2 separate regions of the Macaca mulatta genome follow, and region 1 is linked to region 2. Evidence: chromatin contacts called from public Hi-C data. All regions are on one chromosome and are shown on one strand. Each heading gives the region's core, a stretch centred on a gene start, on an enhancer-like site or on the middle of the called end of the contact. The rest is flanking DNA. Distances are from core to core; before and after follow the strand shown. Region 1 has its middle 330 kb from the start of NOCT. Region 2 overlaps LOC144341005 (a long non-coding RNA gene).

Region 1 (7,142 bases), core at 519-3,018, 1.6 Mb after region 2:
TGACCTGCAGCCACCCAACCTCAGCACGTAAATGTAGCACCTGCTCGTTTCTCAAGGCCTCTTGGGAGTTACTGAAGGCTACGGAGGCCTATAAACATGGACAGCAATTTCACCTGAGACGTGGTTTCAGGTAAAGCTTATTTCTAAGAACACACTTGAAAATGTAGAGAAAATTTGAGCATTATGGAAGACAGATAATTCTCTGCTGGACAATGGGGGAGAAGCCTCCAAGGGATGGCCACATTTAGTGACCACTTCCTCTGCCAAGCACGTTTTCTATCTTAACTCATTTAGTAATTACAACTCCGTGAGGAATAACACTTATGGCCATTTCATAAATGGAAGAAAGAGAAGCTTGGAGAGTAATGTTTCAATATCACACAGTAAGTGGCTGGGCAGGACTGAGACCTCCATCTGCGGTACTCTATGATGCCACCCCTCTTCCCCCTTCTCTGGTGCCCTGAGCAGGAGGCTGGCCCTCCAGAGGCACCGAATGTAGCAGGAATCACAAGGACCTTTGGAGGCTCAGCAATGGCCCCTCAGCTTGGAGGAAAGATGGAACCTACAAACCATATTCCATAGTAAAGAGATTTCTGAACACAAATATGCTCCCCATCTGGGCCATCCCTAAAACAGATGAGCAACTCCTAAAATTGGAGTTTGTTCTTTCTTCCATAATTAAATGGAGAGAAAGGGGGACTTTACTACTCAATAACTTAATGTGGGAGAAAATGAAACCTCTTTATCTTTTATCCTTAACTTCTAACCAAGTATAGAGAAATCAGTCCATACAACCGCCTTTTTGGGGATTTTTTTAAACTAGCATCAAATTGCTGCATCCTCTAAGCCTGAAAATTCTCACATTTTACAGTTTTGCCCCATTTCCCAAAATTTCCCATCCTGGGTTTCTTTCAGAGATGCTGTTTTCCCTTGAGAATCTATATCTCTGGGGTCTAGAGCCCAGGCAACAATGTTCTTAATAAGCGCCCCCTGGAGATTTTGGAGCCCACCAAAGGCAGAGGCCCTAAAACAGAAAGCAAATTAAAGTTCTGCAGTTGGATATCAGCCTGTCGTGTGGTCTTTATTTGCAGAGGAAATGGAGAGGGGCTGCATTTGGATGAGATGTTATAGGAGAACCCACCTTCTCATTGCTCTTCAAATTCTTCTCCAAGGGATTTGAAATCAACCACATTGGAATGTCTGAAAAAAATTCCTCCTATTAAAGGTAAATGGTTAACCTAGAAAGAGAAGCATGTAAGGGAAGACCTGACTTGCTCACTTGCTTGCTTGTTTGCCAGGATGTAACGTCCAGGCAGGGAAGGAGTTTCGTCTGGTGACCTGCCACTGTCTGGTTGTTTGTTGAAATGACTTGATTTTCAGTCATGTCTCTTTAATGAGATAAAGCAAAAGAATGAACTAGGTACATTCTCTTCCTCTACCTTTAGATCCTTCTTTTCTCCAGTGAAGTCTCCTTATTCCTGTTCTCTTATTCTTCATTCTCTGCACCCCAACTTTCCTGGACAACCTGCCTGTACTCTGTCTCTAGATACTTCCTTCTGTTTTGATTTTTTTTTTCCTTTCCTGTCAGACTTGAGGATGCCTTCTGTTCTAACATCACTCCTTCTCTGCCACTCACAGGCTCACGGTTTGGTACCCAAGCTGTTTTCTGTTCCCTGGCAGCTAGCCTCGCATTCCATTCTGCCACAGGATTTAGCTCTAAGTCAGGCAGTAAATGGGCTCTTTACAAATCTAGCTTAATTTAAAGAACTCTCTTCCTGAGCTGCATTTCTGGGGACATTTTTCAAGGGTGTTAGCAATGAGGCTATATGCACTTGCTTGTACAACAGCAGATTGGCTGCTGTTTCTGTCACTCTGAGAGACCAACATTAAGACTCAAATTAACTAGCAAGTGTAAACCACAGGAACCAAGAGAATGATTTCACAGACTTATTTTTTTTCTCCTCTCTATTTGTATAATTTTAGCAACTAGGGCATGAAGTGTGCAGGGCCCAGTGTAAGTGTGGTGGAAACAGCAGGGGAATGATGAGTTGATGAGCTTGGGGGCATGGTGAGGCTGGAGGATGAGGGAGATTGGAAGTCATTGATTATGACTCCACAGTGCGATCTGAATGACTAAGATTTGTGGAAACTCAGTCCTTGTCTTTCATTCTTAGTGTGAGATACTTTATGCTCCTATCCCTTTCTTGTTGTATCTAGCTTGACCATCAATATTTGGTTCATGAGGCCATTTTTTAAAAAGCTCATTTTCATAGACAAACTAGCAATTGGTTTTATATATGCATTAAATCACTGAACAACTTTGAAAAATCTATGCTAAGCAGAGCATGTGCCTTCCAGGTTGTGGGACACTAAGTGGGTGGCAGCACCCTGGCAGAAGTCCACGGGTCATGACACTAAAACATCTGGTGAAGCTACACCCAACTAGCTCATTTTATTTTGACAGAATGCAGTTTTCACTGGGATTAAGATCTCTCACCACCTGTGTGTGGGGGCATGCGGGGATCAAGGAACCACAGCTGAATAGGCAAAATTCCATTCTCCTGTCCCTTCTCAGATACTAATGAGGAGTGACTTAGCCAAGATGCAGTAGCAGAGGGGCATGGTGAGAAACAAGAGGGCTTGGTGGGATGTAAAGGAAAAACTACGTTAATACCAGAGGGACTAAGGTGTAAGACAGCCCTGCTGTGTGACAGTGCAACGGTCAAGCCCCACCAGAAACAAACCAACAAAAATCACATCTCTATTGGGCATCACAAGTACAATCTAGTCTTTCACTGCCCAGTAGAGTTTCCACTGGGCCACAGGTAATTTTAACTTTAAATGAGTTTGAATTAAAATTTCATTTCCTCCATCACACTGGCCACATTTCTAATGCTAATAGCCACACGTGGTCACTGCCTGCCACACTGGACAGGGCGGTTCAGAACATCTCTATCATCGCAGAATGTTCTATCGGACTGTGCTGCTCCAGCATGTTCTGCTCTAGTGACATGCTCTGACCTGTAGCTTCAATGGATAGACATTCTTGAGCCAAAAGAAAGCCTTAAAAAGTCATGTGCAAGGGACAAAGCTTCCCTTACACATAGAACGGAGCAGCCTTCTGGGGACAGGAGAGACACAGGTAGTCTGGTAGCTTCCAAAATAAGTGCTGAGAACTATTCACAAATGCAGCCCAAGAGGATGCAGAGATGGGATCATCTCCTTCCAAAATCGACTGCTTCTCTCCCTCTGCCAGACGGTTCAGCTGAGAGCAGCAAGTTGAGGAGCAACTCCTCATATAAATTAAATGGAAAGGAAGGGCTATCCTGGCACTTAAGGATTTGGAAGCCAATAGCACCAATATGATTAAATAATTGAACTGTCTCACCTTGCCCAGTCAAACTGGATTCCAACGAGGGTAATTAATCTTCATGTGCCTGTTATTCCCTGCCCTGTTCCTGTTCAAAGTCAAGTTTCCCAACCTGTTTCTTGCAAGAGAAGAAAAGGGAGGAGGAAGCCAAACAGGAGAGCTTCCTCATAGAAGGGCATTAGTACCAAGAAATCTTCAAGTCTAGTCTTAATGAAACTCCCTCAAAAAGGCAGCTTTAATGCTGTAATTGTATGTAATGTTACATGCAAATTTCAAAGAAACAAAAATATTCAGGGTTTACAGTTGTTCTTAAAGATTAGCTATGGGCTGGGCATAGTGGCTCATGCCAGTAATCCCAGCACTTTGGGAAGCCAAGGTGGGCGGATCACAAGGTCAGGAGTTCGAGCCCAACCTGGCCAATATGGCGAAACCCTGTGTCTACTAAAATTAATCAGGTGTGGTGACAGATGCCTGTAATCCCAGCTACTTGGGAGTCTGAGGCAGGAGAATCACTTGAACCCAGGAGGCGGAGGTTGCAGTGAGCTGAGATCGTGCCACTGCATTCCAGCCTGGATGACAGGGTGAGAGTCCGTCTCAAAAAAAAAAAAAAAATTTTAGGACTTTCCTTCAAGAAACTCTCAGTCATTGTACTTACACTAAGCCCCGAAACAAGAGAGACAGTGACTGAGACAGGCAAGGAAGCTAAGTAAATCTCCCCAGGCTTGCCTCAGTTCCCAAGTTAATCATTGCTCAAACGCAAAGCCAAGGTAGGAGAAGGCGGAGCTGGTCATAACATGTGTTTAAATTCGTTAATTCACTCAACAAACATTAATTGAGGGCCTGCCATGCCAGGCACAGTTCTGGGAGCTTGATGTATCATCTCTGAACAAACAGACATGATCCCTATATTGGTGGAATTTATATTCCTAACACTCATGCTCAGGTTTTTTCATTCAACCACACTTTATCCATTAATCATATGAGTCAATTTTAAAAATACAAAATGTTAGCATATATTTATTTTGCATCACTTTCTGTAATATGACAGCTTGACTCCTATAAAAGTGTTTGTGAGGGTGCATTAAAAATAACTATAATCCCCAGGAACTTCCCAGAACCATGCACGTTGTGAACCTGGGTTTACACCAAGAAGGAGACAGCTTTCCAGCCAGGCTCTATACACATCCATCTGGCTCCACAAAATGACCAGCCAGTAGCAAGGTGCAGCCCCCTGTTGGGCCTCTCGCTGCCCTGAAAGAAGTAGATATAGGACAGTAGTTGTTTGACACAAAGACAAGGACAAGTGAGATGAGATGAGAGAGACAAACGAAAAGTAAGAAAAATGAAAAATAATCTCACTGAATCATCCACCACCCATAAGTATGTATTAATGGACCGATAAAGTATGCCCTGGAGAGTCTTAATACTACAATATTAAAACCTGTGTACCAAGAAAAGCAAAGGCGGCACATTATAACAAAGAGAGTTTGGGTTCTGTGTTGTTGGTTTTCTGGTTCTTGCTAATGTTCTGGTTTTTAGCTTTGCTCACTTAGATGTTATTTTCCTTTAAAGGGCTGCTTGCCGCAGAGGCCGTTTTCCAAACAAAGTGCAATGCTGCCCCCTGGTGGTCGAATAGTGTGAGAACACTTGTAGAAATCGGGCATCTCTCCTAGCGGAGCTTCCTTCCCTTCGGTTCTGCCTAGATTCCGTTTTGCTATCTTTTCATGCTCTGGAGTGTAAATATTTCTTCCTTAAAGATTCTCAGCACAGAGATATTTTCTGGATCACCTGTTTCACACACTAATCAACATAACATTTTATTCCTAAAATATGAACTGTGTGCTGATTACAAAACAAGCCGTGGTGGTTGAGTTAATTTTGCTTATAAAAATTAAGCAAGCTCCCTGGAGGAAGCCCAGAAATCAAGCCTATTTCATATAACCTTTAGAATCCTGATTGGAATTCTCACTGGAAAGGCATTTACTGAGAACTCAAGCTCAAGGAAATCAATGCGTGGGTCTGACAGACATTCCACTCCCAGACAAATGTATTTGATTTCAGATCATCCGTCAATCTTTGTACTGGGAATAAACCTAAGACCAAAAGCTCTGAAAACAACAATGCAGGTGATGCACCGCACTGTCAGCAGCCTCCTTCCTGAATTGCATGAAAACACAACTACTAGCTTAGAGAAAGTTACATCAAATGAAAACACGTGGGGGGGCGTTGGCCGGCGAGCTAATCAGAAAATGATTAGCTAAGAAGTCCAGGCATATAACGTAGTTTTCCTCAAACCATGATCCCTACCACCTGCATCAGGGTAACTTGGGAATTTGTTAAAAATGCGAATTTGGAGACTCCACCCGAATCTATTGAATTCAAAACTCTGGGGATAGGACCCAGAATTCTGCATTTTCCAGGCTTCTCGGGTAATGCCGTGCACACCGAATTTTGAGAGCCATTGAGTAACACTTAACCAAATGTTAAATTTCCATTGAGAAGATTTCCTATTCAGAACTTCGCAAACATTATAAAGCTATAAAAAAATAAACATATCAGTTAATGCTTTTCCTCGATTTTCTCCAAAATTAGAAGGATATTTCTGATAATGGAAAGGCCCTCCCCAACCAATAAACAATGATCACAGCCAACCAAAATCAAGAGTATCACTTGTAATTGCTGATGATCATTTCTAATTGTACTTGTTACCCCAAAGCCATTCCTTTGAAAGCCCCATCAGTAAGCAGCATGAAGTGATTCATTAAACAGAAGCATCCACTAAATCAGAGGATAAGACGGCCTCAAGATTACTACACAGCTTTCTGCCCTGACAAGAACAACCTGACTAAAATAAGCAAAAGAGATAAAGAAAGAAAACAACAAAAAAAATGCAAGCAACTAACATTTCCCTGTTTTTCACCTCTTCTAAACTGCATGGCTGTTCTTGGTGCTGACTCCTGCTCCCCTCCCTCTCCTGGGCCATGATTCCTGCCTCTCTCTGTCATCATTTTATAGCCACTTGTCATCGGGTCCCGTTCCAGGCCGTGGTGAGAATGGTGTGTGCTCTGGTCTTGCCAAGCCCAGGCAGAGGTGCCAGCACAGTCAGCTGCCTCCACACAAGCTACAGCCATTGAGCAGATGCCAGCACCAACAGGTTGCATTTCATTGTTCCCCTTTATCGCCTGAAAGCGCCACAGGAGGAGAGCGCGCGGGATGGAGAAAGGCTTGTGTTTCTGCCTAAAGGAACCGGCATGCGGCTTAAAGAGGGTCTGCCTGCTCCGCTTGATCCACCCAGCATCCCTCTGCCACCAGCAGAAAGAGAAAGAGAAGCAGATACCGAACGTTTCACAAGCTACGCACGGGGAGGGCAGCGCCTCCTCTCCACCAGGCCAGGATCTCCCAAGACACATTTGAAATCTCCCTCCCTTCTACACCAAAGGGGAATCAGGTTACAGTGAAAATCTAGAAATGCCCCAATGGTTAAGCCGATGACCAAGAGCAATTTCTACAGGGGAAGTTCTGAAAGCACAAATGACATCAGGAAGAAAGGGAAGGATACCTGGACCGTGTCAGGTCTGTTTGTTCTGGGAGAGAGATCGAACATTACAAAGCATCCTTTAACTTAATATGGAATTTCAATACATCTCTGAAAGTGGGCTCTAAGTCAACACCGCCCACTGACAGCAAAAAGGAGGCCGAGGCAAGAATTTACCTCTGAGATTGGCTCTTGGTGTTTATGTCTGGCTGCAAAGAGAAGCAAATTGCAAATGTA
Region 2 (7,177 bases), core at 1,068-3,567:
GCCTATCCAAAAAAGAATGATGAGGAAAGCAGTCTCAGAAATGTGCTATAGTGTAATATACAAATAGTATTAACACGTTTTAAAAGGCAAAGTTAGTATTTTATATCAAATTCATATTTAAATATAATGATGGCTGAAGACAGTATCACTAATATATTCCATGTATTTGTGCATAGGTAACATTAATTACAATTCCATTTCAAACCAAGAGGACACCATTTTGTGTCAATATGGCTCAAAACTAATTACATTACTTAGTATTTTAAAAAATAAAAGATTATAAAATTATTAGCATATTATCCTTTTTTATATGCTCAACAATAAATGACATATTTGGCTTAGAGTATCTTTACAGTTGTATTTGAAATATAAAGGAAATATATCTCAATCAACTCTTCACTGGGATCTCCACATGTCTATAAGAAAAAAATCTGTAATCAATGAAAACCTATCAGTCTTGATTCAATAACTAGAACTTGGGTGTGATTACAAAAATAAGTTAATTATAAATTTTGATTTATTCTTTTTTTTTTTTTTTTTTAAGAAGGAGTCTCGCTCTATCGCCCAGGCTGGAGTGCAGTGGCGGGATCTCAGCTCACTGCAAGCTCCGCCTCTCGGGTTTACGCCAATCTCCTGCCTCAGCCTCCCAAGTAGCTGGGACTACAGGCGCCCGACACCTCGCCCCGCTAGATTTTTGTATTTTTTAGTAGAGACGGGGTTTCACCGTGTTAGCCAGGATGGTCTCGATCTTCTGACCTCGTGATCCGCCCGTCTCGGCCTCCCAAAGTGCTGGGATTACAGGCTTGAGCCACCGCGCCCGGCCCCTGATTTATTCTTTAAGATGAAATCAATAGTAAAAGAATATGGCAGACTGAATATCAGATAGCAGTGAACTTTAACTGCAAGGTAGGCACCTTGCATTGTTTGTCTTTGTGAGAAGTATTTTACTGTGATTAGATAGAATTCACAGGATAAATAATCACTAGTTGTTGTATAATTGTATTATTTGTGTGTATATTTATGTTGATATTTTGCTTGCTTTGGTTCACTTAGAATAGTCAAATTTTATAAAGTTGTCAGAATTACTCAGTTCAATGATCAGTTTTATGTGTCAACTTGGATAGCCATGGTATTTCGTTTTTAGTCAAATAGTAGTCTAGATGCTGCAATAAATTTATATTTCAAATGTGATTAACATTTAAATCAATAGACTTCGAAGAAGACAGATTACTCTCCCAAATGTGAGTGGGTTTCATCCAGTTGGTTGAAGGCCTTGAAAGGAAATTTGCCTTTAGATTGCCTTTGGGCTAGAGTCTAAAATATCAACTCTTCCCTGACATCTCAAGCCTGTCATCCTGACCAGGAGATTTTGAACTTTCTAGTCCCAATAATAAAATAAAATCTCTATCTCTCTCTCTCTCTGTCACTCTCTCTCTGTCTCTGTCTCTCTCTCCCTCTCTTCCTTGACACACACACACACACACACACACACACACACACACACCCCATATTGGATATTGATATTGTTATTTGGGAGAACCGTGGCTAATACTAATGGCTAATACGCTAATACATATGTGTATGCCAGACAAAGAGAGAGGAGGAGGAGGGAGAGAGATGGAGACAGAGACAGAAGTAGAGCAGCTATACTTGCTTAATTGATCTGTTTCTTTGTAGCGGGAAATATTCAACATTCATAACTTCATGTACAGAGCAAAAAAAATAGTTGAAATGAAGACAAAACTGACTGTAAAATGTGTTTACAATATGATAAACTGTGTTATTTCCATTCCAATAAGTTCATATGGGATTTTTAGTGAGTATTTAAAGAAATCTACCACCCATAATCAAAGGCATCAAAACGAGGAATCCAATATATCCAAAAAGGAAAATAAATGTGATAAGGACAGGTTTTCTTTCCAAAACAAGTAAGTAAAAGCTAAAGTAAATAGAATATCCTATGTCATGGCAGCAGGTAAATGCTTACTAAGTTTTTCTAATAATAAATGTTCTGCACACATTGATAATTTATATGTTTTGGGTATGAACATCTGTGATTTAATCATTGTTTTTCCAGTAGAACAAATGTAAATCATATTTTACTTTAATTAAATCATTAAAGAGAAAATAGCCAAAAGCATAAGGCTTTTGAGAACGCTGATTTTAACCACATCACTAGGAATAGAATAGTACCTTGTTCTCTTTATAGCTGTGTTATAGCTCCCTGAGTAATTCAATTACAGCACAGCATTGAAGCCTAGCTGCATAGTATTAACTGTAGTTAAGCTTTCCAGTCTCTAGAGGTCTCTGTACATCACTTTTTCACTCACTGCCATCCTTGCAGGAAAACAGACACTTCAGCATTGTCTGGACAGACTGCAACTCTCTAATGAACTTAAATGTTTCACTACTGTGTTTTTCCCCATCCTCATATATTCTAACATAAATTAAAAGGCTTTAGGTACAGCCAAAACAATTAAAAGAGAAAAGCATTTTCTATTTATTTTTAAAATTTATACAAGGGGAATGTTTCCTTTTTGTGATTATCTCAGGTGTCCCTATTCTGAAACTGTTTCGGCTACGTTGTTTCCAAAAGTGTACATAGTACTTATGATTCTGTATAGTATTATATATAGTACACAGGGTTTAATTAGACAAATATTCTTTTCATTTATAAGTGCTTTAGGATGAGAAAGACAAATAAATGCCACAGTTCTTCATGAAATTACCTCGAATGCAGCATGAATATTGAATTCAATACTTGAAGATGATTGGCTCTTTCATTAACATTCTCATTTTTTACTAAAACTTTGGCACATTATCAAGGAATAAAACTTGCGTATAAATTAGCATTTGCCACTGTGGCTTAAATCCTGAAAATGGCAAATAAAGTAGAACCTTGTCCTCTAGGCTTAAGTTTCATTTTACTTAGTTTCTTTAATAAGATTGGACAAACCCCTCCTTCCTAGGATTCTGGTTTATGGAGAAAACTGCGTCACGTTGTGTGACTTGCAAAGCAGGTCATATCTGTCATTTGGGGTCGGGGCCAGCAGGAAGCAAGCAGTATATTTTGTCATAGTAAGCAAAAAACATCAGTCCATGGAAGATCTAGCAGTGCTGGGGCAAGGTTTTGGCCAGAGTTCTATGTTATTGAAAAATGCTATTTTGGACATATGTAGAGTTATTTTCTAATTTTGGTAACAATAGTTATGATCAAGTATCTCTTTGATTACAAAAGTTAAATCTTAGGATATACTGGACACTAAGAATAATACATATCCTAACTCATCTAATCCTCATAATAATTCATCTTGTAGGTGGTATTATTAATAACTTAATTTTAAAGGTGAAAAAACTGAGGCAGATAAAGCTTAATAAATTTTCTCGTAGGGCTGCGTTGGTAAGTGATGGAGCTGCATCAGTCTGTTTTCAGAACCTGGACCCTTAACAACTATATTCAACTACCTCTCAGGTAGATAGATCCTTCCACAAATTATGTGAGGAGAGACATGGGATCAACCAGTTGAATCAGCTGAAGGAAGTGCCTTTCCAAGTTTATGGTTGAGACCAGAGCCAAAAAAGAGAGAGCAAAAAACAGTGCAAAAACTTCAGAGGCTTTCTAATCAATAGCATCTCTGGCAAAATGGCTATTTTATATAGATATTGTCCCATTAACTATAGACTTTTCTATGCTTAGAGCAAAATATTAAAGTAGTATTCCTTCTTACATCTTTACTTAGTGCTGAAGAGATGTCATCTATTTTTTTTTTCATTTCTATGAAAGATAAAAGAGATTGAGAAAGAGAGAACGTTTAGAGAGATTCGTGCCACATCTACACCTGTTTCATTGGTCTGTTTCTTTGAACAGGACATATTCAACATTCACAATTTAGAGCATGGAGCGAAAAAATAATTAAAATGACTTCAAAATGGATAATATTTGTAAAGTATGGTGTATCAATATTTTGTGATAGAAAAAGTAAAGGCATGAGTTAGCCAAAGTTCAAATAAAAACTTTCACCTTTGCTTTTGTGTGACCTTTAGTGACTTCCTTGATTAGTTTAATTCCAAGTCCTCTCTTCTATAGAATGGGAAAAAAATATTAATAATGATGCCTCACCAATAGCTTGTGAAAACAAAGTAAAATAAAATTGCAGTAGAATGCCAAGTAATCAATATTAAAATTATTACTACTGTGTTGATAATGGTAATATCTTACATTTAGTATTTATACTTAAGTTTGGTATTTGTCATGTGAGCAAACACCATAATCTCCTACTTGTTCCTGTTCCCAAGATGTTCTTGCTGATTCCCAGTAGATGATTTTACAACTTCTTTTAGTGAAAAGGCTCAGGTCCCACCAAGGAATTTAGAATATGGCCTCATATTCAGCAAGTTCCACAAAGTTCCGCCACAGCCTTTGCTCTTGTTTCTCTCACATTCTAGTTAGAGTTAATGTGAACTTTCCCACATCCTTGCTGATAATTACTAATCTTAAAATTAATTAATTCTGGCCCCTCTGATACACCAAAATCTCAATGGACAAAAATACATACCACAATTTTACTCCACAAATTAACTTTACTTAAGTTAGCAATATTACTATGCTGCAGGCTTTAAATCCAAAAAACTTCAAAATCATTTGACTGTTGAGTCCCCTTAATTACTTTCAATTATCATAAAATGTTGATTTTTTTAATTGAAATATTTTGTTTTCTCATTCTCTCCACACTAGCAGAAACTGTTCACATGCAGTTTATTCCTATCTCAAATACACAAATTGAAATGATGCCTTATTTAGATAAGAAGTGTTCATTAAAGACTTGATATTTGGCCAATTAACGCTTTCTGGGTACTGGCAGCTATAAAGACAAATATAATATAAAAGTTGAGTTCTTGTCTTCAAGAAGTTTAAAATTTATATTCAGAGACAAAAACTACAAATACAGTAAGCTATGAAATAATGTAAGTTCTAAAAGAAAGTAGACTAAGGGAAAAAATTCCTCATTACTATTGATAGAAGTTTTACATTAAATCTCAGGTAGTTATCAAAAGTTTTTATTTTGACCTTACAATATAGATAGAAGTTGGACAAGTATAACTGAAGATCAGATTTCTCCATGAAGAATGCCATATAAACTAAAACTTGGTAGAAAAACCATGGCTGCACGCTGTTTAGCTATGAAAAATATCTTTACTATTCTATTTTGAAGCAAATTTGAAAGTCAAAAAACTAGACAGTTTTAAGATAGTCATGCTTTCATTCATTTGTTTTGCCATTATCTGATGAAACAAGTAGAAAAACGGAAGATCACACCATCTAGTACTTACAAAATAGAACTCCTCCATGCATGAACACATTTCCCCAAAAAGACATTTGGGGGAAAGATGAAGTCTCTTTAGGAATTTAAAAATTACAAAAAGAAAAACATAACCTGTCCAGTGTCTGTAAATTGCTGCAGAGTTCATAACATAATCTAAATGAATGTGGATGCCATATTTGGGTATTTCCAATATATGGAATATTGAGACAGATTTCATCCAACAGTTGCATAAATTTTCCTGAAAATATGCTAACTTTTAAAGGGAATAAAATGAAATGAAAAGATAGATAGTCATGTTCATTAATCTTATCTGTGAAAATAAGCTCCATCGTTGTCCTCTCTGTAGAGCCAGGGTGTAAGATCCTGCTTATACGTATTAAATTTATATACTTTACTATTCTGGCACTTGCCTATTATTTGGCACCGCAGGGTGTCTTAAATAACTCAGGCCTAATTTAAAGAAAATGAGCTTAATGATCTCTACAAATTCTTTCAAAATATAGGACTCTGAATAATCTTTTGCATTTACTATAATCAAAAGATATTTAAGTAGATCACAATCAGTCATCTGTAAGATCTCAAGTTTCTGCAATGTTAGTTTTTATTTATATGACTTTGTTTTTGTTCTTCCTCCTCCATCCTTTGCAATTTAATCTTTAAATAACCTATTTAGACATCTCTGATATTAATATTTCTCCTAGAAAATATGATTTTCTGTGCAGGCAAATTGGATTTTCAATGATATTATTAATCTTTCTACAATTTCCTAGTCTTCTGGCTCTGATTTCTTTAATTTATAAACACTTGCATTTTGTCTATGTCCTTGACATTCTAAAACAGATAGATTTCTATTATAAATTGTGAGCACTGCAAAGCAAATGTGAATAGCAATTACCTATAACCTTGCAATCTTTACATATGCACACCCACAAAAAAATTTAAACATGATTTCTTAAATTTACCACAGAAAATGTATGACTTGAAAAGAGCAGTCATCTCCACCCTTCACTTTATCCACACACATGCACAGATTATCTTGGTTAAATTTTCTCACAGATTTTAAATTTTCTAAACACAGAAGACAAGAGCGAGGTAGGGAGTAGGCTGGTTTGGGTAAGTAGATAACAGAAGATAAGTAAAGTCGGCAAGCAGATGACAATCACATTTGTGGAGTATATTTTAAATTGACTTCAATTTTACATGTGTTTTAACTCTTTCCAGATATTTATTACATATACAACACTAGTATGTTGAGCAGATGAGCACTTTTAATGTATAGGGACACATAAATGTACACTTTTCAACTACTGATTAAATTGAAGCCAACAACAAAAGTTCCAATGAAATCTCACCACCTTGTAGACCTACTTCCAGAAGTGGTACCCACATAATTCTGATCATCCTCCTATTGATATGGATGAACCCTGTGTTCTTAAGATTTTCCTTTCCTCTAGATCCCATTCTACCGTACCAATTTAAGAACATTGCTCCAAAGATTCATGTGTCTTTGGTCTGTTTTAATATCTCCCCTCTGTGCTAGTAATTCTTATGAATTAAAAACATCATATTCACTTTATAAATGAAAAAGAAAAAGAAGAAGAGAGGCTTCTCTTGACTTCACTTTCTCCTTCCTATTTATGGTAACTTCTTAAGTGTTACACTCTCCATTTCCTATTAGATTATTATTTTCCCATTCTCTTTTGAGACTATTGTAACAGCTTCCATCAGCCACACTTCCTGACTCTTTTACAAATCATCAGGGACTATCAATATTGCTAATTCTAACCATCTGTTTTCTGTCAGCAATCTACTTGATGTATAAACATTATTTCACCCAGTAGATTACTCCCTCC

Evidence for each region. Hi-C and Micro-C count contacts between places; a contact is called where the count stands out from the background.
Region 1: a Hi-C map of fetal cortical plate shows a contact between it and region 2, with 2.6 times the contacts expected there. The contact joins two enhancer-like sites. A contact is called at or near these places in 2 of 14 Hi-C or Micro-C datasets (fetal cortex germinal zone and fetal cortical plate).

What each region holds. Positions count from the first base shown.
Region 1 is chr5:147,556,888-147,564,029 of T2T-MMU8v2.0, forward strand. No RefSeq gene overlaps it. Among named protein-coding and RNA genes, the nearest start is that of NOCT, 330 kb to the right of the region's middle. Within about 2 kb of position 1,769, at least 9 of the 40 cell types and tissues checked have an H3K27ac peak or open chromatin away from gene starts, as enhancers often do. A contact at or near this core is called in fetal cortical plate, where this site is marked.
Region 2 is chr5:145,972,139-145,979,315 of T2T-MMU8v2.0, forward strand. The region is part of intron 2 of LOC144341005 (a long non-coding RNA gene); the gene reads right to left. Among named protein-coding and RNA genes, the nearest start is that of PCDH18, 410 kb to the right of the region's middle. Within about 2 kb of position 2,318, at least 8 of the 40 cell types and tissues checked have an H3K27ac peak or open chromatin away from gene starts, as enhancers often do. A contact at or near this core is called in fetal cortical plate, where this site is marked.